Linked DNA regions of Sus scrofa: all the other regions are linked to region 3. A link is a contact called in public Hi-C, HiChIP or PLAC-seq and promoter capture Hi-C data. All regions are on one chromosome and are shown on one strand. The core of a region is the stretch at or near the end of the contact, and the rest is flanking DNA. Distances in the headings are between cores, read along the strand shown. Region 1 holds the start of FUCA1 (fucosidase, alpha-L- 1, tissue). Region 2 holds the start of CNR2 (cannabinoid receptor 2). Region 3 holds the start of E2F2 (transcription factor E2F2). Region 4 holds the start of KDM1A (lysine demethylase 1A).

Region 1 (6,711 bases), core at 688-3,187, 260 kb before region 3:
TCTGTAATAAACCCAACTAGTATCCATGAGGATGTAGAGTCGATCCCTGCCCTGCTCAGTGGGTTAAGGATCGGGCACTGCCCCATGGCCCAATCTGCAGTGTAGGTCGCAGGCTTGGATCCCAAATTACTATGGCTGTGGCATAGGCTGGCAGCTGCAGCTCCGATACAACCCCTAGTCTGGGAACTTCCACATGCGGCAGATTCGGCCCTAAAAAGGCAAAAAAAGGAGTTCCAGTCATGGCTCAGCAGAAACGAATCTGACTAGCATCCATGAGGTCACAGGTTTGATCCCTGGCCTCGCACCATGGGTTAAGGATGTGGCATTGCTGTAAGCTGTGGTGTAGGTTGCAAACACAGTTTGGATCTGGCATTGCTGTAGCACAGGCTGGCAGCTACAGCTCCAATTCTACTCCTAGCCTGGGAACCTCCGTATCCCTCAGGTGCAGCCCTAAAAAATAAAAGGAAATGGGCCCAGACAGTGGGCAAGATTTGCCCAAAGAGACCCAACAAGGTGATGTCTGGTGCAAGAAACCTAGGTTTCCCAACTTGCAGTTTTTCCACTATGTTGCAATGCCTCTCACCTTCCCCTGCAGATTTATGTTTTGGTTATGAGATGAAGGGGAAACGAAGGTCATGGTGTCCTTCATTTTATCTCCCTTAGAATGAGTTATAACATCAAAGACCATTACTCAACTTGATCACTAGAAGATGTGTACTAAGGGTTTTTCTCTCTCTCTCTCCTTTTTTTTTTTTTTTTAAGTGTCTGGGCTTGCTGTTTTGGATAATATTTCAACACAATCTTGCAGAGGAAGAAACAGAAGATAAAGAAAATGGCTGTTCGTTCAACAACAGCCATTGAGTTTCCTTATCACTGCTAGAATGAGGAAGTGCTTGCTCTGTCAACACAGTTTTGACACCTTCTCTTGCACCCCAGGAGAAGCAATGTTTGAGAGACAGATTCCGCACGTGGAGGCTCAGGTTCTCCTTCCACCTCTGACCCAAACTAACTGCGTGGTTTTGGAAAACCCTGATCCTCTCTCCGGGTCTGTCTCTTCCATAAAATGGGAAGAGTAAGGAAGGGGGATAGCGTCAAGGATTTCCAAAGTCCCTTCCAACTCTGACCTGCAGCAGATCTCCCACTGATGTGCAGGGACCAGCTGTGCCACATGGGGTCACTAGACTTTCCCACACCTTACGGCCTCACACGTAGAATGTACAAATTGTAGAGGAATTTGGTGATTTCCCTGCCAGACAAGGTTCACGCAGGTATTCCTTGGGCCTGAGACTCTCAATTTCCTCACCCTATTACTCTAAAAATTATTCCTTCTTGGTGGCCTGTCCATGACTCTCGTTTTTCCAACTAGCTGTTAAATTCTTTGAATTGCCTCAGAATTCTCAAAACAAGTTCAAAAAATATTAGGTAGGCAAAATGGTCACACCTGTTCTTCCTCTTTCAGAGCCCACTTTCCTCTCATCTCTTGCCTTTTAATGCTTCCTTCCATAATCCTTCTACTCCGGGGAAGTTACAATGCCCTTCCGCCTGCTATTCCTGGCCCCTGGCTGCTCTCCTACATCACAGCTCAAAAAGTCTCCTATAGCTTCCAACGGCAAAATGGACCACACACACCGGGAGCTCCACACCCCCACGAGTTCGCCCTGCAGTGAAGTCCCTTTCCAAGTTTTCAATCCACTGTCAGCAAATCCACTGTCAGCACAGCACTGCCTACGCCTCCTAGAGTCTTTCTCGCTGTGATCACAAGGGCAGTGGCAGGGACCGCCCACCCGGAGGCGAAGGAGACTCGGTAGCCAAGCAGCCCGAGTTGCCCCACCCCTTTTTCCTTCCGAGCCAATCATTAGTTAGGGTGGGCGGGGACCCGCGCCCCGCACCTGCGCTTTAAGAGGGGGCGGTGGGGCGTAAAGGCGGCGGTACCACGACCCCGGATGAAAATGCGGGCGGTGAGTGCCCAGGTGCTACTGCTACTGCTGCTTCTTGAATTGGTGAGGGCTCGCGACTGCACTGGGTCTTCGCGCTGCACCGGCTCTTCGCGTCGCTACACCCCGGACTGGCCGAGTCTGGACTCCCGGCCTCTGCCGGCCTGGTTCGATGAGGCCAAGTTTGGAGTCTTCATACACTGGGGCGTGTTCTCCGTGCCGGCCTGGGGCAGCGAGTGGTTCTGGTGGCACTGGGAGGCCGAGAAGCTGCCAGCCTACCAGAATTTCATGAAGGAGAACTACCCGCCCGACTTTTCCTACGCTGACTTCGGGCCACAGTTTACAGCGCACTTCTTCCATCCTGACAGCTGGGCCGATCTGTTCGAGGCCTCCGGGGCCAAGTGAGTGCAGCTTCAGGGACGGGCGGGACGCCGCTTCCCGGCGTCCGGGAAGAGAGCCGGGAGAGGGCGTAGATAGGTGAGAACCGTGGAGGGGAAGGCGAGACGATTAGGTAGGTGAGAACCGTGGAGGGGAAGGCGAGACGATTAGGTAGGTGAAAACCATGGAGGGGGAGGCAAGACGACTTGCTGACTTACCAGGTCACACAGCGGTCGGGGTCATACAGCTGTCCCTCTGACTTCAACACTCCCCCCCCCCCCGCCCCGGTTCTGTGTTTTGCCTCCTGAAGGATGCAGAATTGAATGTGGCACTCCTGACCCTAAGGAGAAGGTACGTCTGGTTGAGCTTTAGAAGGAAATAAAGGTTTCAGGGAGGTGGTGGGCTGGAAAGCCCTCAGCGTCTACACCTGTATATTGATTGAGAGGATTGAGCTAGGTGATACCTAATGTCCCTTCCAGGTCAACAAGACAATCAGGATTTTAAGCCAATCAGGAGTCTGATCCAAGTTCAACTGCAAACTTGAACAAGGCATTTTACCTCCCTAGAGCCCCCTTCCGTGGTTTTAGAAAGGAATTGTGTTCTTCCTTGCAGCTTTAGTATCGCCCAGAGGGAAGGGGAGGGAAGGGACTTCTGGTGTGCAGTGTGTTTGGGCATACAGATTCTCGTTCATCTGCTTTTCTCCATGCTTCTCCATGCTTCTTGAGCATAGAGAGTGCTCAAGAAATGTTTGGGTTGTTTTGAGAACTGTCACAACTTGCCTGTGAATGGTTCTGAGAACAGAAAGTGTAGAGCCCTGGGAAGGGGAAAAGAGGCAAGGCCTTATGAGGCCATGGAAGACTAGGGCCAGTCCTGGAGGAGTCATCCTTGAGGGTGGGATGTTGCAGTTTTTAGCGTCAAAGATGTTTGGCTTCTGGGAGGGAAGTGGGTTGCAGGAGGGTAAGAATGGAGGCAGGGAGGTCCCCTGGCTCCTGGCTTAGGGCAGTCTTCCACCCTTACCTTGTCTTCTCAGCTGTTTTCCGGGTTTTAGTTTTTCTTGGACTTTAAGTTCTCTTGTACTAAAGAGAAATTACAACTGACATTTAGTGTTTGCAATTAAATGCATGGGAGTATAAGGCTTGAATAAACAAAGGAGGAGTTCTCTGTTTTCCGGGAGCCTTATAAATCCATAATTTTCTTTCTTTTTCTTTTTTTTAGGGCCGTACCCATGGCATATGGAAGTTCCCAGGCTAAGGGTGGAATCAGAGCTGCAGCTGCTGGCCTAGGCCACAGCCACAGCAACACCAGATCTGAGCCACGTCTTTGACCTATACTGCAGTTTGAGGCTAATGCAGGATCCTTTAACCCACTGAGTAAGGCCAGGGATTGAACCTGCATCCTCATGGATACTGGTCAGGTTCTTAACCTGCTGAGCCACAACGGGAACTCCCTGAAATCCATAATTTTTAAATGAAGAAGTTAAAATCTGGGAGACATCCTTTGTCCAGGACAAGATGTCCCCTTACAGACAAGATGATCTGACCAGCCCAGACAGAGGAAGGGGACAGATGTCCTAGACTCCAAATTCCACGACTCTAAGGTAAAGGTTCTTTCCACCACACTAGGAGTCTGCGATCGTGGCCAGAGGGATTGTTTCTCTGCCTGTTTTTGTAAGTTTCTTGAGATGAGAAGAAAATAAGATTATGCCACAGAGAGGAACGTGGCCTACAGAGCCTGAAATACTGTCTAGCCCTTAAAAGTCTTGAGTTCCCCACATTGGCCAGTGATTAAATTTTCACTGTGGGCACTAGCTGTTTCTACCATAAAAGCAAATGAAATGTTGAGTGATTTGGTTATTTCTTTTTTTTCTTAATAATGATTTTTTTTTCCATTATAGTTGATTTTTTTTTTCTATTTCTTTTTTTTTTTATTTTTTTTATTTTCCCACTGTACAGCAAGGGGGTCAGGTTATCCTCACATGTATACATTACAATTACAGTTTTTCCCCCACCCTTTCTTCTGTTGCAACATGAGTATCTAGATATAGTTCTCAATGCTATTCAGCGGGATCTCCTTGTAAATCTATTCTAGGTTGTGTCTGATATGCCCAAGCTGCCGATCCCTCCCACTCCCTCCCCCTCCCATCCATTATAGTTGATTTATAGTGTTCTGTCAATTTTCTACTGCCAAGGTAATATTTGCTTTTGTTTTTTTGGTTTTATTTGTTTATTCTTTTTTTTTTTCCACTATAGCTGGTTTACAGTGTTGTGTCAATTTTCTGCTGCACAGCAAGGTGACCCAGTCACACATACATGTATACACTCTTTTTTCTCACATTATCATGCTCCATCATAAGTGATCAGACATAGTTCCCAGGGCTATATAGCAGGATCCCATTGCTTATCCATTCCAAAGGCAATAGTTTGCATCTATTAACCCCAAATTCCCAGTCCCTCCCACTCCCTTCCCCTCCCTCTTGGCCACCACAAATTTGTTCTCCTTGTCCATGATTTTCTTTTCTGTGGAAAGGTTCATTTGTCCCCTATATTAGATTCCATATATAAGTGATATCATATGGTATTTGTCTTTCTCTTTCTCACTTACTTCACGTAGTAAGAGAGTCTCTATTTCCATCCATGTTGCTGCAAATGGCATTATTTTGTTCTTTTTTATGGCTGAGTAGTTTTTCCATTGTGTATGTATATCACATCTTAATCCATTCATCTGTCGATGAACATTTAGGTTGTTTCCATGTCTTGGCTATTGTGAATAGTGCTGCAATGAACATACGGGTGCATGCGTCTTTTCAAGGAAAGTTTTGTCTGGATAAATGCCCAAGAGTGGCATTGCTGGGTCATATGGTAGTTCTATGTAGTTCTATATTTAGTTTTCTGAGGTACCTCCATACTGTCTTCCATAGTGGTTGTACCAATTTCAGTTCCCACCAACAGTGTAGGATGGTTCCTTTTTCTCCATACCCCCTCCAGCATTTGTTATTTGTGGACTTATTAATGATGGCCACTCTGACTGGTGTGAGGTGGTACCTCATAGTAGTTTTGATTTGCATTTCTCTAATAATCAATGATGTTGAGCATTTTTTCATGTGCTTATTGGCCATCTGTATATCTTCTTTGGAGAAATGTCTATTCAGGTCTTTTGTCCGTTTTTCCATTGGGTTGTTGGCTTTTTTGCTGTTGAGTTGTATAAGTTGTTTATATATTTTAGAGATTAAGCCCTTGTCAGTTACATCATTTGAAACTATTTTCTCCCATTCTGTAAGTTGCTTTTTTTTTTTTTTTTTAATGGTTTCCTTTGCTGTGCAAAAGCTTGTCAGTTTGATTAGGTCCCATTGGTTTATTTCTGCTTTTATTTCTGTTGCTTTGGGAGGATTTGGTTATTTCACTACTTGCCCTTTCTCCCCTTTTCTTTGGGCCTTTTGTCACCTATGTAAATGAGAGGCAATTAGTATGGGCTTGGTAAAACAAACAACTTACTTTTCTATCACCTGCTAATTCCAGTAGAGATCTTTCTCCTTTAGGGCAAAGCATTTTTTAAAAAGCTAATTATTGGAGTTCCTGCTGTGGTGCAGTGGGTTAAGAGTCTGACTGGAAGGGCTTGGCTCGCTGCAGAGGTGTGGATTCAATCTCCCAGGGTTAAAGGACACAGTGTTGCTGCAGCTACAGGCTCAGATTTAATCCCTGGCTGGGAACTTCCATATGGCACAGGTGCAGCCCTAAAAAAAAAATAAATAAATAAAAGAAAACTATTCATTAATATACATAAAGGTTGAAGAACCCAAGAACCAACATGTACATATTTTGTCTTACCTATTTCTTCTTTCCTTCTGTGCCTCCTCCTTGGCCCCTAAGCACTGTGGCTTCCTTAAATTTGCTTCCATTCTTGGAGTAGTACCCAAGGGGTATTGTGATTGCAGCAACTTCCTGAGTGTCACTAACTTAGTCACTCATATAAGTACAGTTGACCCTTGAACAACACAGGTTTGAACTGCATGCATCCCCATATGTGGACTTTTTCCAATAAATATGTTGGAAAGTTTTTGGAGATTTGACAATTTGAAAAAACCCGGAAATGAACCACGTAGCCTAGAAATATCGAAAATTAAGAAAAGGGTATGTCACGAATACATAAGATATACACACTTGTCTATTTTATCATTTACTACCTTAAAATATATACAAATCTATCATAAAAAGTTAAAGTTTATCAAAACTGAGGCACACACTTACAGACTCTACATGGTGCCATTTGCAGAAATGTAAAGTGAAAACATAGAGGTACAACCCCATTATTTTGTGCACACTGATTAGAACTGTGATGTTTTTCTTTAAAAAATGAGAAAGAAATGTAAAGATGCAGTATTAAAGCATAAGTGTGTAAAATT
Region 2 (6,576 bases), core at 2,657-5,156, 290 kb before region 3:
TTAAATTCTTTCTTGTAGTGGTATTACAATTTATTTAGAAAATCAGATAATATATGTGTACATATACGATCATTAAATCTCACTGTGCTTTTAAAAATCTCTTCAGATCAAAAGGGGAAATAAAAGAAAGAAAATTCTGTTTATGTATCACTCCCAGAACGTAAGAGGCTTAAAAACTTTCCTCTAAAGATGTCCACCTCCTAATTTCCAGAAGCCTGTAAATGATTACCCTTCTGTGTTTTCCTCCCTTCTTTTCTGCTGCCTTGCTTTTCTCTTCCTCTCTCTCTCACATCAGGAAATATGAAAAACAAGCAGAAAACATTCTGAATAAGAATTCTAGAGTTCCCGTCATGGCGCAGTGGTTAACGAATCCAACTAGGAACCATGAGGTTGCGGGTTCGATCCCTGCCCTTGCTCAGTGGGTTAAGGATCTGGCATTGCCGTGAGCTGTGGTGTAGGTTGCAGACACGGCTCAGATCCCGCGTTGCTGTGGCTCTGGCGTAGGCCGGTGGCTACAGCTCCAATTCGACCCCTAGCCTGGGAACCTCCATATGCCGCGGGAGCGGCCCAAGAAATAGCAAAAAGACAAAAAAAAAAAAAAAAAAAAAAAAAAAGGAGAATTCTGTAGGTTACTTTCTCCAAGAAATGAAAGATAAAACGCTGTCAGCACTTTACAACTTTTCTGTACACACTTTCTAGCCCGGTGCCTCTCTAACATCACCAGGAGCAAAGCATTCACAATTATTTATTGAGCACTTATGGGCCAGGCACAGTGGCCAGTTGCAGAGGATCCAGCAGTGAATGTGAAAGGTGGATCATGCTGTTGTGGGGTTCACAGTCATCCCCAAAGGGAAAGACAAGAATCCTAAGTGTAAGAAGTGCTTATAACTTGCCTGGGTAGTCAGGGAGGGCTTTCCAGGGGAGGCAGTGACATTGCAACTGTCATCTGAAGGATGAACTAAGAGGGGAATTTTTTCTACTCTGGGGAATGGCACTGAAGGCCCTGAGATTAGAGAAAGTGGGGCATCTTCGAGAACTTGAAACAAGGCCCCAGGGCCCCAGTGGCTCAAATATAGAGAAAAGAGAGCTTCCCTCCCACCCAAATCCCCACTGCCCACCCCTGTCCCGGTTGAGCAGCTTTTCCTGTTTAATGTTTGGATGTCTTCTTTCAATGTCCAAGTCCCTTGCCTACTTAAAAACACTTTTAGGTTTTGTTTTTTTCTCTTACTACTGTGTTACAAAACTTTTTTGAATTCATTACAATTATTTAAACCAATTTTTAATAGTCACATCCAATTCCAGCATATGGATATACCATAATCAATTAAATAATCCCTATCTTATTGAATCATTAGAGTGGGTGCTGGTTCTTACTAGCATAAATAATACCACTGTAACTTCTTCGGTCATATGATTCATTTCATGAAATAGATTTCTGCAAGTTCATTACTGATTGAAATGTTATGAACATGTTTAAGACTCAGGAGAGCAACAATAGCTTTATACACGTTATCTCACTTGATACCTACATTCACCCTTTGAAGATCCTCAGGTAAGGAAGCTAAGGCTCAGAGGAGGTGCATGACCAGGGTCACTTAGTCGCCTAGGTGACAAGGGAGCCGGTTGGAAATGCGGACTCTCAGGCCCAGCTCAGGCCCACTGAGTCAACATCTCTGTACCTTAATAAGCTTTCCTAGAGATTCTGATGAACTTAGCATTTGAGAAACATTGACTGGGACCAAGTTCCTCATTCCTAGTTGAAGAAATTGCTATCAGAGGAGTTCCCTGGTGGCTCAGTGGGTTAAGGATCTGCTGTTTTCACTGCTATAACTCGGGTCACTGCCATGGCTCGAGTTTGATCCCTGGCCCGTGAACTTCCACAGGCGACGGGCACAGCCAAAAAAGAAAGAAAAAAAAATTTGAGGTCAGAAAAAGAAAGTGACCAGACACTGGAGATCCTCCCCAAACAAGAATTTAAACCTAGGCCTAGCTCAATTCCAGAGACTATGCCCAAACCACTGCACCATGCTGGAGAACCTTGTGGCCCCTTACTTTCGGCTTCTGCTCCCACTAAGTACACAAGACTCTCTGTCTCATTGAATGCTTACCAACATCACTGTCAGTTTCCTTTTCCTTTTTGCCCAATTTGTTAAGTGAATCACCATGTTTTAAGCCTGCCTTATGCAGCCATCTAAAAGGATGCTTGGAGTAAAAATTTGTAAATATACACAAATACATGTCCACTTAAATATCACCACCAATATCTGCATTTAGTAAATTAAGATAATGGTATGTCAGGTTTTTAAAAGCAGAAAATAGCAACAGTTTGATGAGAATATCTCACATTGCTTGCCAGAGCATTTTGTTCTCATTGTCCCAAATTAATTCAGGCGCCAGCATCTATGTTGGAAACTGAGTCATCTGAACAGTTCAGAGGGCCTAGATGTTACTGAAGCTGCCTCCTTGAGGCTTGACGGGAGAGATACCGCCCAGGAAGTTTCATTCTTCAATCAGGCCCCAAGTGTGGTGGTGCTCTGGGCCCAACCATGGGCAGATGCATCCAGTAGATGGCAGCATCTCACAGAACAAGGACTGGGGAAGCCGACTGTCCGCTAGGAACTGAGAAAACTGACGCCTGACCATCCCATGCAGGTGCAACTAAGCTCCCGTGGGGAAAAGGAGAACAGACTTCCTGTGTGGGTCCCATCAGCCCTACCCAGGGTACCCAGGAGACTTGGAGATTCTGGACCAACTGAGCAAAAAGGGCCCTTAACCATCATCTTGTCTAGTGCTGCCGAATATGTGTCCAAGGACCAACAGAATCACCTGGGAACTTGTTAAGAATTCAGATTCCCGGGTCTCGCCCCACAATACTTTGGTCAGAAACTTGGGGTGGTGTGGGCCAGCAATCTGTTCTCACAAGCCCTTCAGGTGATTCAGATCCATTGGACGTTGCAGAAGCACCTATCATTTTAGGAGTAGGGAAATCGAGGCCAAAGGAAGTAACTTATCACATAGCCAGGCAGTGGCAGAACCACCCTGGAACCCAGATTCCCAGATTCCCAGTCCTTTTCTTTCTTTCTTTTTTTTTTTTTTTTGTCTTTTTAGGGCCATATCTGCAGCATATGGAAGTTCCCACGTTAGGGGTCAAATCAGAGCTATAGCTGCTGGCCTACACCACAGCCACAGCAACGCCAGATCCAAGCGGCACCTGCGACCTACACCATAACTCATGCAATGCCAGATCATTAACCCACTGAGCGAGGCCAAGGATCAAACCCACATCCTCATGGATACGAGTCGGGTTCTTAACCCACGGAGCCACCAGGGGAACTCCCCTACACAGTATTTTTAAAGATTTGACTTTGTGGGCAACCTTCTAAGACTGGAAGCCACTACATAAAAGTCAGGATTTCTAGTCTCGGAAAATGTGGCCCATCTTTCAAATGCTTTGACCATTGGCAATTGGGCCTGCACTCCCCAGGGGCTAGGCTTCCCTGGAGCTGAGAGGGGTGTTCCCCATTCCCCACAGCCTGCACCACTCCCTGGTGCCCCACACCGGCACTCTTCACCCATTTATGTTATCTGCCTGGTGCCTGAATGCATCTGGTTCAAAGCTCTGATCTGGAGGGGTAGAGGCATTCGTATGGAATGTCATTCTAGGTGATCTGTACCAGGCTAGTGCCTTATCCCCATTTTACAGATGAAGAAATTAAGGTTTAGGGAGGTTAAGTGAATTGCTTAAGGTCATAAGAACTGGCTGGATTAGAACCCAAATCCCGCAGCTCCAAGGACAATACCCTGGTCAGAGATCCCCATGAAAAACAGTTCAACTCCAAGGGCAAGAACGTTGTGGCACTGGGGACCCAGAGGGGAAGTTGTGACAGGGACGGAAGGCCACACTCACTCATCTGTGAGAAAGCAAAAGCAAGAGACAGCTGGTTTGGGGGCAGCAGTCCAACAGGAGCTCTGGCTGGGCCCTAGGGCCAGGCTTTAGCCACACAACTGCCAGGACTCCTCAACACCCAGCAGGGTCAGGGAGCTCAGCCACAAACAACGGTGAGTAGTTTTTCTTGCTGTTTTATTTTTTTTTTTATTTTTTTTTTTTTTTTTTTGTCTTTTTGTTGTTGTTGTTGCTATTTCTTGGGCCGCTCCTGCGGCATATGGAGGTTCCCAGGCTAGGGGTCGAATTAGAGCTGTAGCCACTGGCCTACGCCACAGCCACAGCAACTTGGGATCTGAGTTGCATCTGCAACCTACACCACAGCTCACGGCAACGCCAGATCGTTAACCCACTGAGCAAGGGCAGGGACCGAACCCGCAACCTCATGGTTCCTAGTCGGATTCGTTAACCACTGCGCCACGACGGGAACTCCCTCTTGCTGTTTTATTTGGGGATCCTTCCTCATTGCAGAAAACCTGTGTTCTTAACTTACCCCTTCCCTCCAGGGTTGGGAGAAGCTGGGTGGGCCTGCCAGGGGCCAGGAGATGGATGTCCCGTGAGGCCTCCTGAGGTTTTTGAGGGCCAGCACTGGAAGGCACAGGGCTGGTCCAATCCCTACCTTCAGACAGGTCAAGAATCAGCCCTCGGCTTTCATGTCTATCAAAGTTAGGATAGAAGGTGATGCTCACAGCCCGCAGACAGCCTCACATGTGCCAGGTGCTACTCTAAGGGCCTTTCATGATTAAATTTATTTAATCCTCACAACTGTCTACAGTAGGTGCTATTATCATTCCCCGCTCGGCAGACGGGGCCTCAGCTACTTACCTGATGTTACAAGGGCATGAAGTGAGGGTGCTGGGCTTGCACTTCGGCATCTGGCTCCACAGCTTACTTACTCTTTGACCACAAGGCTATCCTGCCTTACAAGGTACAGGCTTGAATAGCAGGTGGTGGCCAGGAAAGAACCCCAAAAGACTAGGGCTCGAAGAGATCACCTGGTGAGTCCTGGCCTTCATTTTACAGATGGGGAAACTGAGGCACAGAGAGACACGGATTGCCCAGTTGGGGCATCTCGGTAGTGTAATGTGGTCTAGTCCACGCTAGACTCAGAAGACCAGGGTCCACTTCCCTGGAGGTTCCACTCAGGGAACAGTAGTGCTGACACATGTGCACTGGGGCCAGTGTCTGGGTGTGAACCCCAGGGCTGCCTCTAGTAACCCTAGGGCCTTAGACAAATCACGCCACTTCTCTTCCAAGAAAACCTGGGCCCGAGACCATCACTCAGGCTCATGGAGGGTTGACTGGATGACGCTGGCTCCGGGATGGGGGTACCTGCATTGGGAGTGGCTGCAGAGGAGATTCTGTTCTTCACCCCACCTGCCTTTGCTCTGGATTGGAGATGAGGATAGATAAGGCCACAGGCTGTTTTGCCCTAGTATGGGTGGCATGCAGACATCTTCCAGGCATGAAGACCAGGATTGAGTTGGAGGAGGGGCTAGGGAGGAATTGGGGGAGGCCCCGGGAGATGGCATGGGCCTCAGCCAGTGAAGCAGGTCCTTTACCTTTTGGTTGGTTAACGCCAGTTTAGGGTGGGGAAATGGCAGCCCAGCTCAGCTGAGCAGAGCCCTCCAGCACCAGTCTCTTCTCTTCCCTCCTCATCTCACTGCATCTTCTCATTTTACCCCATGCTCTCGGATGTGTACAAGACATTCTTTTGTTCATTTTTATTAAAGAATGTTCAATAGGACTCTGAGCCCTCATCCTACTGGGCTGGTCAGAAGTTGAATCTGGAGTTCCCATCATGGCATAGTGGAAGCAAATCCAACTAGGAACCATGAGGTTGCGGGTTCGATCCCTGGCCTCACTCAGTGGATTAAGGATCCGGTGTTGCCGTGAGCTGTGGTGTGGGTCACAGATGCAGCTCGGATCTGGCATTGCTGTGGCCCTGGTGTAGGCCTGCAGCAACAGCTCCAATTAGACCCCTAGCCTGAGAATCTCCATATGCCATGGGGGTGGCCCTAAAAAGGACAAAAAGACAAAAAAAAAAAAAAAAAAAAGACAGAAGTTGTATCTCAGCGTGTACTGAGTTTCCCTCACCCAACCCCCACCTTCTAGCACCAGACATCAACTCTTGGGGTCTTGTAGGAGCACAAAATGACAGAAGCCACTCTGGCTCCTCCTAGGATGGATGCCCATTGTCCAAAGGGGTTTGATCCCATAAAGTTCAGCTCTGTGCACTTCTCTGGCATGCCTAGAGTTCAGATTCTTTGCCAAGACTTGAATCCACTGTGTCTTGGGTTCAACCTCCAGGGTACGCCACCCAGCAACTTCCCCCAGAGGTCCTGCTATCTCCCCAAGGCACTTTCAGGCCACAGCCCAGGTCCCCAACCCTCAAGGGACCAATGGCCTTTGGTCCCTTCCTTGGGTGGGGCCATCTCTCCTTCAAATAGTTTGTTTCTACTCCCACCCCTGCAAAAACTCCTTGAGCCAGGAGACCCCAAGGGAGCTCCTCAAAGGGAGATGGGTTGTCCTACCTTACGGAGAAGGAAAAACAAGTCTCAAAGGCAATAGGGACTCCCTCAAGATCATGCGGCCAAGGAAGAGTGGAGCCCTTGTTGAGTCCTGCTTTGTGG
Region 3 (7,152 bases), core at 2,265-4,764:
GTGACAGACTGCAGATCTGTGTCCCACACCTCTTACAAGAATTAGTCAGTTCCCAGGCAGTGAAACTCTAAAGCCAGCCCCAGCTGCCCGAAACTCAACCACAGAGAGCTGGCTCTCAGCCCCCTTGCTGGCTCCCTTCGTTCCTCTCAGCCCCACCCTGCCACCCCCATTTCCCTTCCTGGCCCTGGGGCCCTGCTCCTTTCCCAAACCTGCTCTGCCACAATTCCTTCCAGGTTCCCTCATCTGTAAAATGGGGATAATAATAGTGCCCGTTTCAGAGGGTGTCATGAGGATCAGAGGAGCTTGGCACATAGTAGGTTACAGAAATATTAATGGTCATCATCTCCATCTTTTTTTTTTTTTTTTTTAGGGCTGGACCAGGGCATATGGAGGTTCCCAGCCTAGGGGCTGAATTGGAGCTGCAGCTGCCAGCCTACACCACAGCCACAGCAACACGAGATTCGAGCCACAGCTGCAGCCTACACCACAGCTCATGGCAATGCTGGACCCTTAACCACTGAGCAAGGCCAGGGATGGAACTGAGTCCCCATGGATACTAGTTGAGTTTGTTACCTCCGAGCCACGACAGGAACTCCACCAACATCATTTTAATAATATCCCTGAAGTCCTGTGACATTAGCCAAGCAGAAGCATTATCAATATTTGATGATTGAGGAAACGGGACATTGAGAGGTGGAGCAGTAGCCTGTCCAAGGGCGCTCAGCTGGAAGGGTGGAGAGTGGGGCTTGAAGCTGGGCCTGCTGAGTCTCTGACTTCAGATCTATTCATTTCTGCCAGTTTTTGCTGGGAAGATGAGTGAATCATTTAATCAATATTTGTTAGCCATCTTCTGCATGCCAAGCCAGGCTCTGGATGCTGAGGGGCATGGAGAAATACCACCTGGTCCCTTGATGGAACTTACCTAACAGATAAACATGACATGAAAACAAAGCTTCGTTTGTTGAGGTAGAACACAGGAAAGGTCCCAAGAGGGAAAGAGGCACTCTGACCATGAGAGGGGAGGCAGGCGGGGAAGGCTTCCTGGAGAAGTGACATTTAAACTAGGTCATGAAGCTTTTTCCAGTGTGGCTGCTGAGGAAAGAAGGCACCCGTCAGCCGTATGGATGGGGCAGCAGTGCCTAGGGGCCTGTCACCAGGCTCTTCAAGGTGCAAAAGAGCCTATAAAGTTGAAGGCGAATGAAGATTGTCATGACAAATGTTTTCCCAAAACTTATCATCAAAGATGGCTGTAAGAAAACCACTAAGAGCACAACTGCATGTAAGAAGCGTATGGGTACTTGCAGATGAATGTTCAGGTTCTTAGCTGTGGTGTTTAAAATTTCCTCATTGGAGTTCCCATTGTGGCTCAGTGGTAACAAACCTGACTAGTATCCAAGAGGACGCGGGTTCGATCCCCGGCCTCATTCGGTGGGTTGAGGATCCGGCATTGCCATAAGCTGTGGTGTAGGTCTCAAACAATGTATGTTGCAAATGTGGTTGGGATCTGGCTTTGCTTTGGCTATGGCTAGGCTGGTAGCTACAGCTCCGATTCCACCCCTAGCCTAGGAACTTCCATATGCTACAAGTGCAGCCCTAAAAATACCAAAAAAAAAAAAATTATTTAAAAAAAATAAAAATTCTTTATTGCCTGAAAGGTGAGGCATAAAATATTATGGAATAAAAAATGAAGACTTGGTCAAGAAGACATGCATTGAAGCAAATGATGAAAATTAACATTTTATTTAACATTCATTGATCAGCTCGCAATAAGTTATGTAGAAAAATACATGCTTGAATGATTTTAATGGCTAAGGAATAAAATAAAATAGTAATATCAAAAAAGTAAAATAAAAAAGTAATATCAAAAAAGTAAAATAAAAAGTAAAATAAAAAAGTAATATCAAAAAAATTAACTGGGAGCTCCCTCGTGGCTCAGTGAATTAAGGATCCTGCATTGGCACTGTGGCGCGGGTTTGATCTCTTGCCAGGAAACTTCAATATGCCGTGGGTGCGCCAAAAATAAATAAATAAGTAAATAAATAGGCTGGGCCATGAAAGTCCAGTGAAATGCATAGACTGGAGTAAAGGGGTCTGTGTACTAGAGATAAGGCCAGAGATGTAACCACAGCTGCTGTTTCTTAAGTGCCTAAGGAACTAGGCTGGGTGCTGAGAGCTTTACATGTGGTATCTCATGAGATTCCCCCACAATCTTATGAAGTGAGTGTCACTAGGGATAAGGAAACCCGAGCTCAGAGAGTTTACAGAACTTGCCTGGGGTCACACAGCTAGTGAAGTGACAGTGCCTGGGATTGAACCCAGGGCTGTCTGCCACAAAGTCTGGGTTCTTCATCCCCATGAATTATTACCACCTCATCCTGGAGATCTGAGGATCCGGTAGGTAGTAAGCTGGAGACTGACTCCAGAGTGCTTCGAATGCCAGGCTCAAACTTGTATAAAAATCACACAGCACCAGGCAGGAATCAGCAGATATGGAATTTAGCAGCAACTTCTGGAGCCTCTGCCACTCACTAGCCAAGGTCTCTTCTCTGAGCCTTGGCCTCCCTAAATTTGGAGAGATGAGGAATGTAAATGGATTATCAGCAATGAGGGAAGGAAGACCTGTGACTAAAGGATTGTTTAGGAGAAACCTGGAGATGTGCAATTATTTACTGAGTGATGGGCTCTGGGCATACACTGTGAACAGGTTGGAGCCCTGCAGTCTGAACTCCCAAGCAAGCCTGCAAGGGGCCGGGCACAGCTTGGGAGAGTGAGGGAGGAGACTTTTATTGGAACAAATAAGGGCCCAGGAGCTGGCCTGTCCCATGTTGAACTGCCAGACCTCAAGTCGCTGATCTCTCTGTGTGACCTTGGGCAAGTTACCTAGCCTCTCAGACTGTCCATCTTTGCCACGAAGAACATTGTTCCTCTTCTGAGGGTTGTTGGATTAAATTAAATGAAATAAAACGAAATCATCTAGCCAGGTGCTTAGCATAATCAATATGCCAGGTTATGGGAGCTCAATAGATGTCAGTAGCCCCCTTTGAAGAGGTACAAATGTTAGGTTCCGTCTTTCACCCTCTTGCCAGGAAAGAGTACAGGTTCCTGGCTTTCAGTTTCATTTTGGCTCTCATTTCATTTCATTTCATTTTAGCGGGGGGAAAAGGATATAAACACACATATGTTATCTGAACTATACGCAAACAAAAGGCCTGCGTCCTGGGCAGTGTACTGCTTGCTGGGTCTGGGCTCTGGTCAGGACTCCACGCCAAAGTGTTTTCCCTCACCTCCAGGGAATTCGGACCCAGTCCTCAGCTTGCGGCTGCCTCTACCCTGGGCGGGAACCATCCTCTCAGTCTGTTTCTCCCTCAGCCAGCGCTGGCGGGCGCCGAGCAACAGCAGGTGTAGCGGCCCCTTTAAGCCCCAGGCTCTTGTTGTAATCACCGCCTAGGGGTCGGGTCCTTTCCGGGGGGTGGAGCCTTTGCCTGTGTCAGCGACCAATCAGAGCGCGGCATTTTCCGCGGGAGATCCGAATTTCGCGGCACGCAGTTTCGCGCTAAAAAAAAAAAGAAGAAGAAAAAAAAGAAGCAGAGAAAGGTTCAGGGACTCGAGAGCGAGGCGAGAGGGAGTCGGTGCAATCGGTCTGTCTCCCCGATCCCAGCGCATCGCGTTTCTGCCGAGCCCGCGGGTACCCCAGAGACCCCTTCCCGGAGCCGGCTGGATCCCAGGCGCCTAAGCCTTCGGGGGCTCAGGGCCCTCGCTGGTCGCAGCCGTCCTCGGGGCGGGACAGCCCCTGGCTGTGCCGCCGCCGCCGCCGCCACCAAGCGATCTCCAAGCGGCGATCTCCAAGCGCTGTCCGGCTCGGCGGCGGGCCAGGAGGGGAGGGTCTGGCCTTGCCCCGCCGGCGTCCATTGGCGGCTTCCCCCGGCCTCCGCGCCATGCCGCGGGTCGTGTGAGCCACCCTAGGCTCCGAAGCCCGCAGGTGCCTGCGGGCGCGCCAGGCCCGGCTGGGGAGGGGGCGCTGCACTCGCCATGCTGCGAGGGCCCCGGGTCCTGGCTCCTGCCGCGGGGCCGCCCCCCACTGGACTGCCCGCGATGAGCCCCACCGAGCTGTGGCCGCCCGGCCTTAGCAGCCCCCAGCTCTGCCAGGCCACCACCACCTACTACACCCAGCTGTACCCGCAGACTATGCCTCCCGCCGCAGCGCCGGGCACCTGCCTCGACGCCACCCCCCACGGACCGGAGGGCCAAGCTGTGCGATGCGTGCCGGCTGGCCGGCTGCCGGTAATGCTGGGGACCCCCCTCACCCACCGCTTCCCTCTCTGCTTATCTGGGTGTGGGAAAGGCGGGAGGGACCCAGTCTGAGTGAAGCAGGTTGAATCTGGGGAGGGAGAAGGGGCGCTTTCAGCTTCCAGAACAACACATTTCCTAAATATCTGAATAGAAGAGCCTTTCGTTTTCAGACTTGGGGTGAAATAACCTCATTTCTTGGAGTGGAATGGAATGAGCACTGGATCAAGAGTGTGGAGACCCAACACTATCCTCAGTGCACCCTGGGGAAGACCATGGGATCAATTTGCTGTCATTCATTCTTGTGTTCATTGTTTGGCCCAGAAACCAGTGCTGGGCACCTGCTATTGTCCAGTCACAGAGCTGAGCCTGGGGACAGTAACAAGGGACTTTAAAATAGGGGGAGGTCTCTCAGGTCCAGTCGGGCTGAGATTCCAAATTTTGCACTGAGCCAACTCTTTCCTGACTTTTGCCCTAGGTCCTCCCCCAGGCTCAATCTTCTGTTCCAGACAGCCAGTAGCAGGTGCAAGTTGGGGGCAGCCCTCTGGGGTTCCTGTTCAGATTGACTGTTCCTTCTTCAAGCCCCCAGGCCCGTTGCCAGGGAGGGGCCAATGTGTGGTGGCACCAGACACAGGGTGTGTTGTGTGGGAGTGGAATTCCTGGAGCCCATGAGAATCGAAACAACCATAGGGTGGGGATGGAGTTGGAAGAGCCCTGAGGGTGTGGGGGTGGTAGTTAGCGAGCCTGGTTTCTCGTCCTGATTGCCATTTATTCGCTGTGTGTCCTTGGACAAGTCTTGGCCCCAATCTGAGTCCCAATTTCCTTGTCTTGAAAATGTGTGTCTGCATGGGTAGCTGTGGGACTAACTCACCTCGAGTCTCTTCCAGCTCCAGGTCCTGGGTTTTGGAAGCAGGCTCCAAGGAGGGGAGATGGGGCTCTTGTGGGTTTGCTTTGTGTGAGTGGTGAAGTAATTCAGGTACAGGGATAAGACCACCCCTCTGCCCTAGAGGCATCTGGTCAGACCTGTGTCAGTCAGCAGGCATAGGTCTCCAGCCACCTCTGGCTACGGGCAGAGTCCCCCACTCCCTGCTGCTTGAATCCTGCTTTGCCCATGCTCAAGGCTTAAAACTTTTCAGGGCTCCTTCCTGAACATTATTTCCAACCAGGAGAAAGGAGCAGGAGGACTTTTCCTATTTCACAGGTCAAACAGCCAAGGGTAACAAGGACTCTGCACCTATATTTTATTCAGCATTTTACAGCCTAAAACAGTTTTGAAACCTATAAAGTAGGTGGTATCAGTGTGCAGGGAGGGAAATAGTCTTGCAGAGGGGATGGGACCTGTCCAAGGTCACACAGAGAGATGTATGACCCACAAGGCAAGTGATCATTAGTTTCTTCCCGCAGCCTTGACTTTCCCCAGTACTGCCTGATGTAGGAGCTGGGTGTCCCCACGGAGGGGGCTCAGCGGTGGGCCCAGTCTCTCCTCTGGCCAGCTGCTTTCAGGCAACCCGGCAGAGTTTCAGTAACAGCTGTGGTTTTGAACTGCTTCCCTCCCAGAGGAGTCGAGTGCATCTGTCCGTCCCTCCCTCCCTGAGAGGCTCAGTGATCACAGCAAGAATGACTCTCTTTTATTGAATGCCTCTGATGTGCCAGGCACTGCTTGGCACTCTTCGCTTTCGTTATCTTGGCCAAGATGCCTGGCAAGAGGCATCTTACAGATGAGGAAACTGAGCATAGACGTGAAGTCACTTGTCCAAGCTCCAACCAAGACATGGTAGCATCTCTTTGCATCAGACCACCCTCAAGGCATTTGGGGCCTAGAACCCCCCTCTCCTGTTGGTCCCCAGCTGCCCTGTGCCCCTGAGTCCCCTGGGCAGGCCTTGGCCCCCTGCTTACTCATTTTAACAGGGTGTGACCTGGAATAGCTCCAGACCCAACCCTGGGTGTGGCCCCTTGCTTTGTGGCCAGGCTGCAAAGTGCAGGGTGAGCAGGATTTGTTGGGGAGCTGCTGTTTAAAGGGACCTTAGGCACTGCCCAGGGATGGCAGCCAAGTTCAATGGCAGAATGAAGGCGGGAACCCAGGTCTCCAGAGCTCTCTCCGCCACCTCTGGAGAAAGTGTGGGATGTTCCTTGGTTAAGTTCCTACTGCGCCAGGCACGTGGCCTCACTCTATGCCTTTCCTGCAGGAACCTGTGACGAGGGTAGAATTCTGCATAATTTGTCTGTATTTTCCAAATTTCCTCTGAGAGCCAGGAAAGAAAATGAACATTTTAATGAAAAGCCTACAATGCGGGTCAGATGAGGAAATGAAGGCCTAAGGAGGGAGGCAGCAAGCCCCTCTCAGGCTACCAGGCAGAGCCGGGATCTGGAAACCAGGCTCTCAGCAACTTACACTGGCTCCTGCTCCCACTGTCTAGCTTGGGACTTGGGGCTTAGGCAACACCTGCTCCACTCCCTGTGTGACCTTGCGCAAGTCACTTCCCCTCCTTCGAGTCCCAGTCTCCTCACCTTGCTGCCCATCCAGGGGCAGCATCTGGGGCTCTGGCCCTCTCACTTTGAGGGCTGCCCGCTCTTCTCCCTTGGGGTTGGCAGAGTACTTTCGAATCCTAACCAGGCCTTTAAGAAACAGCCAAAGGGGCTGCCTAAGAGGTTAGAGGTCAGGTTAGAGCCAGCTGGCCTTTGCTCTTGGCACATCCCTGTTGCTTTTCAGTTCACCTCCAAGCTTTCCCTTTGTGGACTTTAGCGATTGCGGCTCCCCGCATGAGCAAGAGCTTTGAGCTGTGTTCTCAGTGGATCCTCGCCAGGAGAAGGTAGAGCGTCCCCGTTTTACAAGCAAAGCTCAAGAGGTCAGCAGACTTGTCCAGC
Region 4 (7,103 bases), core at 4,478-6,977, 500 kb after region 3:
AGTTCCCATGTAGTGCAGCAGGTTAAGGGATCTGGTGCTGCTGTAGCTGAGGTGCAGGCCACAACTGCAGCTTCAGTTTGATCCCTGGCCCAGGAACTTCTGCGTGCTGTGGGTGCAGCCAAAATAAAAAATAACCTTGACATGAAACAGGCAAGTAGTACTTTATGCATTTTTTTTTTTTTTTTTTTTTTTGGCCTTTTTAGGGCTGCACCTGCAGCATATGGAAGTTCCCAGGCAGGGGTCAGAGTGGAGCTGCAGCTGCCGGCCTATGCCACAGCCTTGCCAACGCTGGATCCGAGCTGTGTCTGCAACCTACACCACAGCTCACAGCAACACCGATCTGTAACCCACTGAGTGAGGCCAGGGATTGAACCTGCATCCTCATGGATTCTAGTCTGTCTGGTTTGTTACCACTAAGCCACAACGGGAACTCCTAAAATTATATTTTATGAAAAAGGATTTCTCAACTTACTAAAAAGTTTAAAAGCCATCTGAAACAATCATACAAACTCTAAAAAACAAAAACTGTTCCCCTGAGAAAAAGAGTGGATGCTCTGAATACAAAGGATTGGGAATCTCACTCCCTAAGTAAAATCCTCTGAGACTTCAGAGGTTTACAAGTACTTATAACCAAGGACAAAAAGATGTCCCAATAGGCAGATATGAGTCAACAGGGTAACTGTTCTTACACCCATGACTCTCAAATTTACATTTCTAGTCTTTCCTTTTTCTTCCACACCCATGCTACAGTGATTCATTCACTTTCCCAACCACCTTAAAGCTCCAGTTTCTTGTTTTAATTGTTCTTCCTTGTAATTCACCCAGGGCACAAAGGCCAGATTAATTTTCCAAATACATTATAGTTTTAGATAGTTCAACAGATGAATGCCAAAACTTTCAATCCAGCATACATACTCTCTGGCTCTAACTAGTCAAAACCACCTCTACTCATTTTCAAACACACTAGTCAAAAAGTCCTCAATACTAAGCTCCCTAAAAGCTACTCTCACCTTTTTCTGTAAATACAATGCCTAAAATTCAAGGTCCACCTCCTCCGCAAATTATTCCCTAAATATTCCAAACTTACAAACATTTCTCTCCCTTCTCTAAATTCTCACAGCACTTACACTTCATAATCCAGTGCAAGGCTGCCTGATAGAATCTTCTGTGATAATGGAAATGTTCTGTACCCGTACTTTCAGTAAGTTAGCACTAGCCACCCACAACCATGTGGACATTTAGGATTCAATTAAAATTAAAAATTCAGAGTTCCCACTGTGGTGCAGCAGGTTAAGGATTCTGCACTGTCTCTGTGACGGCATAGGTTTGATCCCCAGCCTGATGCAGTGGGTTAAGGATCCAGTGTTGCTGCAGCTGCGGCATAGGTCACAGCTGGGGCTTGGATTTGATCCCTGGCCTGGAAACTTCCATGTACCACAGGGGCACCAAAAAAAAAAAAAAATTATTTTTAAATCAAAAATTCAGTTTTCTCAGTCTACTAGACACAGAGTAAGTACTCACTAACCATAAAGTGGCTAGTGGCTAGCATAATGGACAGCACCAGATCTAGTGTTTGGCTCTCTACAATCCAGACACAACTCTGTAACCTGAACACTACTGATCCCTCCAACTTACCTTGTTCCTAGAAAAATCTCATTTCCAATTAAATTAATTTGCCCATTGCTCCCAACATTCTGTTATCCACTCTGGACTCCCTGCTGCTTCTCAAACCACTTTGTATTATATTCCAAGCATTTTTCACTTCCTTTTTTTCACTGGTGGTACTTAATCACTAGTTACCTACTTATTTTATGCTACACAACTACAGTAAGTATTTTGTTTACATTATATCTAGACCTAATAACCTTACAAGATAGGATTTATTTTTCCGAGGAAAAGGAATCATAGGAGTATGAATTAACTCCACAAGTCCATCCTTTTCCAGAATACCTCAAAAAATTCTGTCCTTTTTCAAGGCCCAGCTCAAGGCCACCATTCCTTATGAGGTGGTGTTGCCTAAATGCTTAGCCATTTTAACAATTTCAAACTTTAAACAGTTTGCCATAATGTCAGCATACACACTCAGAGGTGAATTTATTCTAAAACTAATGAAACTTAAGCATCAGGGACCTTCAGTTGCATGGACTCCTTCCAATACTCTGAATCAAATTTTCTTTTTTTTGCCTTTTCTAGGGCCACTCCCTCGGCATATGGAGATTCCCGGGCTAGGGGTCTAATCGGAGCTGTAGCCACCGGCCTATGCCAGAGCCACAGCAATGCGGGATCCAAGCCGCATCTGCAACCTACACCACAGCTCATGGCAACACCGGATCTTTAACCCACTGAGCAAGGCCAGGTATCGAACCCGCAACCTCATGGTTCCTAGTCGGATTTGTTAGCCACTACACCACGATGGGAGCTCCCCTGAATCAAGTTTTGATTACATAATTACATACACATTTACTTGTTTACATAATTATACACACGTTTATGTATACATAATTTTTTCATTGTTCTCTAGTTTTATTATTTTTCAACATACTTTTTTTTAAGAGTCCCCCAAACTGAATAAGTGCTCAGGCCATGAAATATAGATATATCCCTTTCATAAGCCATTAAACTCTTGAAGCAAGATCCATCTACACTGCCCACACATCTACGGACAATTAATCTTCAACAAAGGAGGCAAGAATATACAATGGGGAAAAGAAAGTCTCTTCAGCAAGTGCTATTGGGAAAGCTGGACAGCTAAATGTCAATCAATGAAGTTAAACACAGAGTCACAACACACATAAAAATAAACTTGAAATGGCTTATACTTAATTATAAGACATGACATCATGAAACTCCTAGAAGGGAACACAGGCAAAACATTTTCTGACATATATCATACCAATGTTTTCTTAGGTCAGTTCCTCAAGGCAATAGAAATAAAAGCAAAAATAAACAAATGGGACCTAATCAAACTTATAAGCTTTTGCACAGCAAAGAAAACCATAAAAAAGGCAAAAAGACAACCTAAGGACTGGGAGAAAATTCTGTGACTGACAAGGGCTTAATTTCTAAAATATACAAACAGCTCGTACAATTCAATAATAAAAAAACAACCTAGTTGAAAAATGAGTGGGAGACTTAGACATTTCTCCAAAGAAGATGTACAGACAGCCAAGAGATACATGAAAAGATGCTCATCATCACTAATTATTAGAGAAATGCTAATCAAAACTACAATGAAGTACCACCTTATACCAGTCAGAATGGCCACCATTAAAAAGTCTACAAGGAGTTCCCGTTGTGGCTCAGCAGCAACGAATCCAACTAGTATCCATGAGAACTTGGGTTCGATCCCTGGCCCTGCACAGTGGGTTGGGGATCTGGCATTGCTGAGAGCTACGGGATAGATCGAAGACATGGCTCGGACCCTGCATTGCTGTGGCATGGTATAGGCCAGCAGCTGCAGCTCAGATTCAACCCGTAGCTTGGGAACCTCCATATGCCTCCAGTGTGGCCTTAAAAAGCAAAAAAAACCCAAAAAAACCCAAAACACCTAAGGGGAGTTCTCGTTGTGGCTCAGCCGGTTAAGGACCTGACATTGTCTCTTTGAGGATGCAGATTTGATCCCTGGCCTTGCTCAGGATCCAGCCTTGCAGTAAGCTTGCAGCATAGGTATTGCTGTGGATGTGGCGTGGGTTCCCGATGCAGCTAAGATTCATCCCTGGCCCTGGAATTTCTATATGCCCCAGGTGTGGCCATAAAAAGAAAAACAAACAAAAAGCACTTGGGGAATTCCCACCATGGCTCAGTGGAAACTAGTATCCATGAGGTTCGATCCCTGGCCTCGCTCAGTGGGTTAAGGATCTGGCATTGCCGTGAGCTGTGATGTAGGTTGCAGACTTGGCTCAGATCTGGTATTGCTGTGGCTGTGATGCAGGCCAGCAGCTACGGCTCAGATTAACCCCTAGCGCGGGAACCTCCATATGACGTGGTTTCGGCCCTAAAAAAGACAAAAACAAAACAAAACAAAAAACAAACCAGTTGGGCTTCTGCCTTCTACTTCATTTCTGAGAGTTGGGAGTTGCCAACCTCTGTGCCTTTCTAACTCATGTTTTAGTAAAAGCCCCCTCAGAGACTTCTCTCCTTCATACTGAGCACAGAGTATTCTCAAAGGGGCAGTTCAACCTGAAGGCTCTGTCTGGGCAATACTCAAGAAGCTCCTCATACACATTTATGTGTTACATAAATTACACAACTTAAAATATTTACTTACTTAAAAGTTCTATGTACATACATTTCCAGTTTTTCCAACTGTACCATGAAATCGCCAGAAAAGGCCCAAGTCTAAAGTTTGTGCCCTAGTACTGCCCCAGTGTTCTGCTTATTGCTGGTGTCCCATGTGGTCCTTTGTTTCAGAGGCTGATGATACCTTATCACATTGTAAGTGTAGGGCTTACATTCCAGTTCCACCACTTACCCAGCTTTGTGACTCTGGGCAAGTTGCTTAAACTGTGTGCCTCAGTTTACTCATTCCTCAAGTGGGGCTAGCAATACCTGCCAATTGGTGTTTAGCCAAAATACAATGTTGGTGACGCTCTGAACACAGCACCTGGCACCCAGAGATGTGAGGCAAGCTATCGCCTGTACATATCGTCATGTGACAAATCTTTTTCTTCCTGTATATCTACACCTTGACTAATTGATATTTGCCCTCTTCATCAGCTTCCTCCTTTGTAAAAATCTACGTCAAAAGAACGTTGACAGGATAAAAAGAAAAAGAGGAAAACTCTCCAGCATACAGAAAGGGCTCGAAAAAAAAAACCAAAAAACTTCCTTTTTTTCTGTCTTCAAGGCTAAGGCAATTTCTTTAGCATCATCCTACAGCCCCAACACGCTCCCAGCTGAAACACAAAAATACTGCCGAGCGGCTTCCAGATACATCTGTGAACAAGTGATATACGTCTTCAACAAGGCCCACCACAACTCCACGTCAGGGAGCCATTTTTTCCCAACCAAGAAAAGGAAAAGGTGTACGAGATGCAACGAGTAAAACAGCTCTCCCCGCCATCCCCCTTTCTCCCTGGACGGCCGGGTCCCAGCACAAAGACGCATTCACCGCTGGCAAAGACCTTCCCCTCTCTCACCCCACCCACCCGACTAGTGGGGGGGTGGGTGGAGATCCGTGACTGGGGAGGTCGAGGTGGGCGTGGGGCTCAAGGCCCAAGACCCCGGCAAGCGAGGGTGAGTGGTTATGGGGCTGGACAAGCTCGAGGAAGCTAGGTACTGGGATTTGTGGTTCAAGGGAGGGGTCGCGCCTCACCTTCGCCCGCTTGCGCCGGCTGGTCCGTCGCCCCTCCGGAGTCTCTGCGATTCCCGTTTCCATGGGGGTCGCAGATCCAGGCACGACGGTAGGCCCGGCTTGAGGCCCGGCGGACCCCGGCGGCTCGGCCAGGCCCCCGGGGGGAGAGGCTCGCGGGGGCTCCTTCTTGCGGGGAGTGCGCTCCCCAGCTGCCCCCGGCCCGGCCTCGGCGGGGCCGGACAGGCCCGCGGGCGGCGCAGTCACCTCCGAGCCGTTCTCCGCGCCGCCCGCTGCCGAGGCACCGGCCTCCGACCCGGCCGCTGCCGCCGCCGCCGCCGCCGCTGCGGCGGCTGCTGCTTTCTTCCCAGACAACATCTCGGGCCGCCTGGCCGCCGACGGCCGTAGGGGCCGCTCGGTCTGTCGGTCCGTGGGTCCGAAGCCGCCTTGCCTCACTTCACACAGTCTGCGCGCTACCAACCGCCGCCGTGAACGCACACGCGCGGAGCGCGCTCCCGCCGCGCCGGGACAATAAGGCCAGAGACGCCCACGGCCCCGCCCTCCCCGCTGCCATAGAGCGGCGTCCTCCAGGCTAGAGCGGCGCCATGGCAAACAGCGCGATGCTTTCCTAGAGCGTCTCCTTAGCCTTTGGGATCGGTCCCAACACCGTCCCTACCCTAGGGTTTCTGGGCCGGATTGCACCTCCGAGGGCGACCATTTCCTCCAGGGACTTGCGTGCTCCCTCATTCATTCATTCATTCATTCATTCATTCTCATTCACCTACTTGTCAACTCAACCAATATTTATTAAGCTTTACTGACTGACAAGTTCTGGCTTTCAAATAGTTTACAGTTTAGTGAGGGAAAACACTGACATGTAACTGGTAGATCTTATTTACTATTCATAATTGTCCTACTTGAACTGGGGGAATCTTGGAGAGCAACTGAGTTTCGTGGTAATAAAATGGAAAATAAAATAGGAAACGCAATATGCGTCCAGAAGGGATTGCCCTTGCTTCCAGAGCTTTGTTTATGCTCTTCATTTTGTCTGGACCCTCTCCCTCCTTCACACTCCCTCACTCGCACCCTTTTCCACTCCTACGCTCCCCATCCCCACAACATGACATCTTTCCACTCCAGGTTAATTCTTTCTAATGTCGCTGATGGTGGTGGTGGTTTATTCTTTTAATTCCTCAAGGAATACTTCACTGACTTGGAACAGACTGCGTTCAAGTTTATTCCCACTGGGACATGGAGCGGTAATTGCTTTTTCACAAGTCTGTGTCTTCAAAGCGTAATTTTCAAACAATGGAAGTTTGAGAACTGGTGAAATTAATCTCTAGTGATAGACTCCAATCAGTGGTTGCCTGGGATGAGGGTGGAGGTTGACTTCAAAAGAGCTGGAGAGAACAGGCTGAGAGTGATTGAAATGTTTCCTATCGTGATTGGGGTGTGAGTGTATTAGTCAAAACTCATTTTAACTATACACATAAAATAGGTATATTTTATGTCAACTGTACTTCGATGAAGTTGAATTATTATTATTATTTTTTTAATTTTAGCCACCCTAGGCATATGGAGTTCCTGGGCCAGGGATCAGGGCTCAGTTCCCAGCAGCTGTTTCAACCTATGCCACAGCTACAGCAGCACTGGATCCTTTAACCCACTGTGCCGGGTCAAGGGTCCAACCTGTGTCCTGGTGCTGCAGAGATGCCCCGATTCCCTTGCACCACAGTGGGAACTCCTTGAATTATTATTTTTTAAACTAAGCAAACAGAAAAAGAGACAAGTTCAGAAAACTAGAAGCTATGCC

Evidence for each region. Promoter capture Hi-C pulls out the DNA fragments that hold promoters and counts their contacts. Hi-C and Micro-C count contacts between places; a contact is called where the count stands out from the background. HiChIP or PLAC-seq counts read pairs in DNA pulled down with a chosen protein or histone mark.
Region 1: a contact with region 3 is called in a promoter capture Hi-C map of liver, with 2.2 times the contacts expected there. The contact joins the promoter of FUCA1 here to the promoter of E2F2 in region 3. A contact is called at or near these places in 1 of 5 promoter capture datasets (liver) and 1 of 2 datasets of contacts at active chromatin or transcription factors (alveolar macrophages).
Region 2: a Hi-C map of embryonic fibroblasts shows a contact between it and region 3, with 2.6 times the contacts expected there. The contact joins the promoter of CNR2 here to the promoter of E2F2 in region 3. A contact is called at or near these places in 1 of 47 Hi-C or Micro-C datasets (embryonic fibroblasts) and 1 of 2 datasets of contacts at active chromatin or transcription factors (alveolar macrophages).
Region 4: a contact with region 3 is called in an H3K27ac HiChIP or PLAC-seq map of alveolar macrophages. The contact joins the promoter of KDM1A here to the promoter of E2F2 in region 3. A contact is called at or near these places in 1 of 5 promoter capture datasets (liver), 5 of 47 Hi-C or Micro-C datasets (embryonic fibroblasts, heart right ventricle, mesenteric adipose tissue and 2 more) and 1 of 2 datasets of contacts at active chromatin or transcription factors (alveolar macrophages).

The regions. Positions count from the first base shown.
Region 1 is chr6:81,651,219-81,657,929 of Sscrofa11.1, reverse strand. FUCA1 (fucosidase, alpha-L- 1, tissue) reads left to right here and starts at 1,937. Exons shown (of 8, transcript NM_001315628.1): 1 at 1,937-2,335. The coding sequence starts at 1,944.
Region 2 is chr6:81,689,880-81,696,455 of Sscrofa11.1, reverse strand. It overlaps CNR2 (cannabinoid receptor 2), which reads left to right and starts at 3,906. Exons shown (of 2, transcript XM_021095532.1): 1 at 3,906-4,059.
Region 3 is chr6:81,395,224-81,402,375 of Sscrofa11.1, reverse strand. E2F2 (transcription factor E2F2) reads left to right here and starts at 3,514. Exons shown (of 7, transcript XM_021095527.1): 1 at 3,514-4,281. The coding sequence starts at 4,030. LOC110261115 (a long non-coding RNA gene) reads right to left here and starts at 3,553. Exons shown (of 2, transcript XR_002344941.1): 1 at 3,285-3,553; 2 at 1,217-2,562.
Region 4 is chr6:80,902,120-80,909,222 of Sscrofa11.1, reverse strand. It overlaps KDM1A (lysine demethylase 1A), which reads right to left and starts at 5,727. Exons shown (of 22, transcript NM_001112687.1): 1 at 5,315-5,727. The coding sequence starts at 5,668.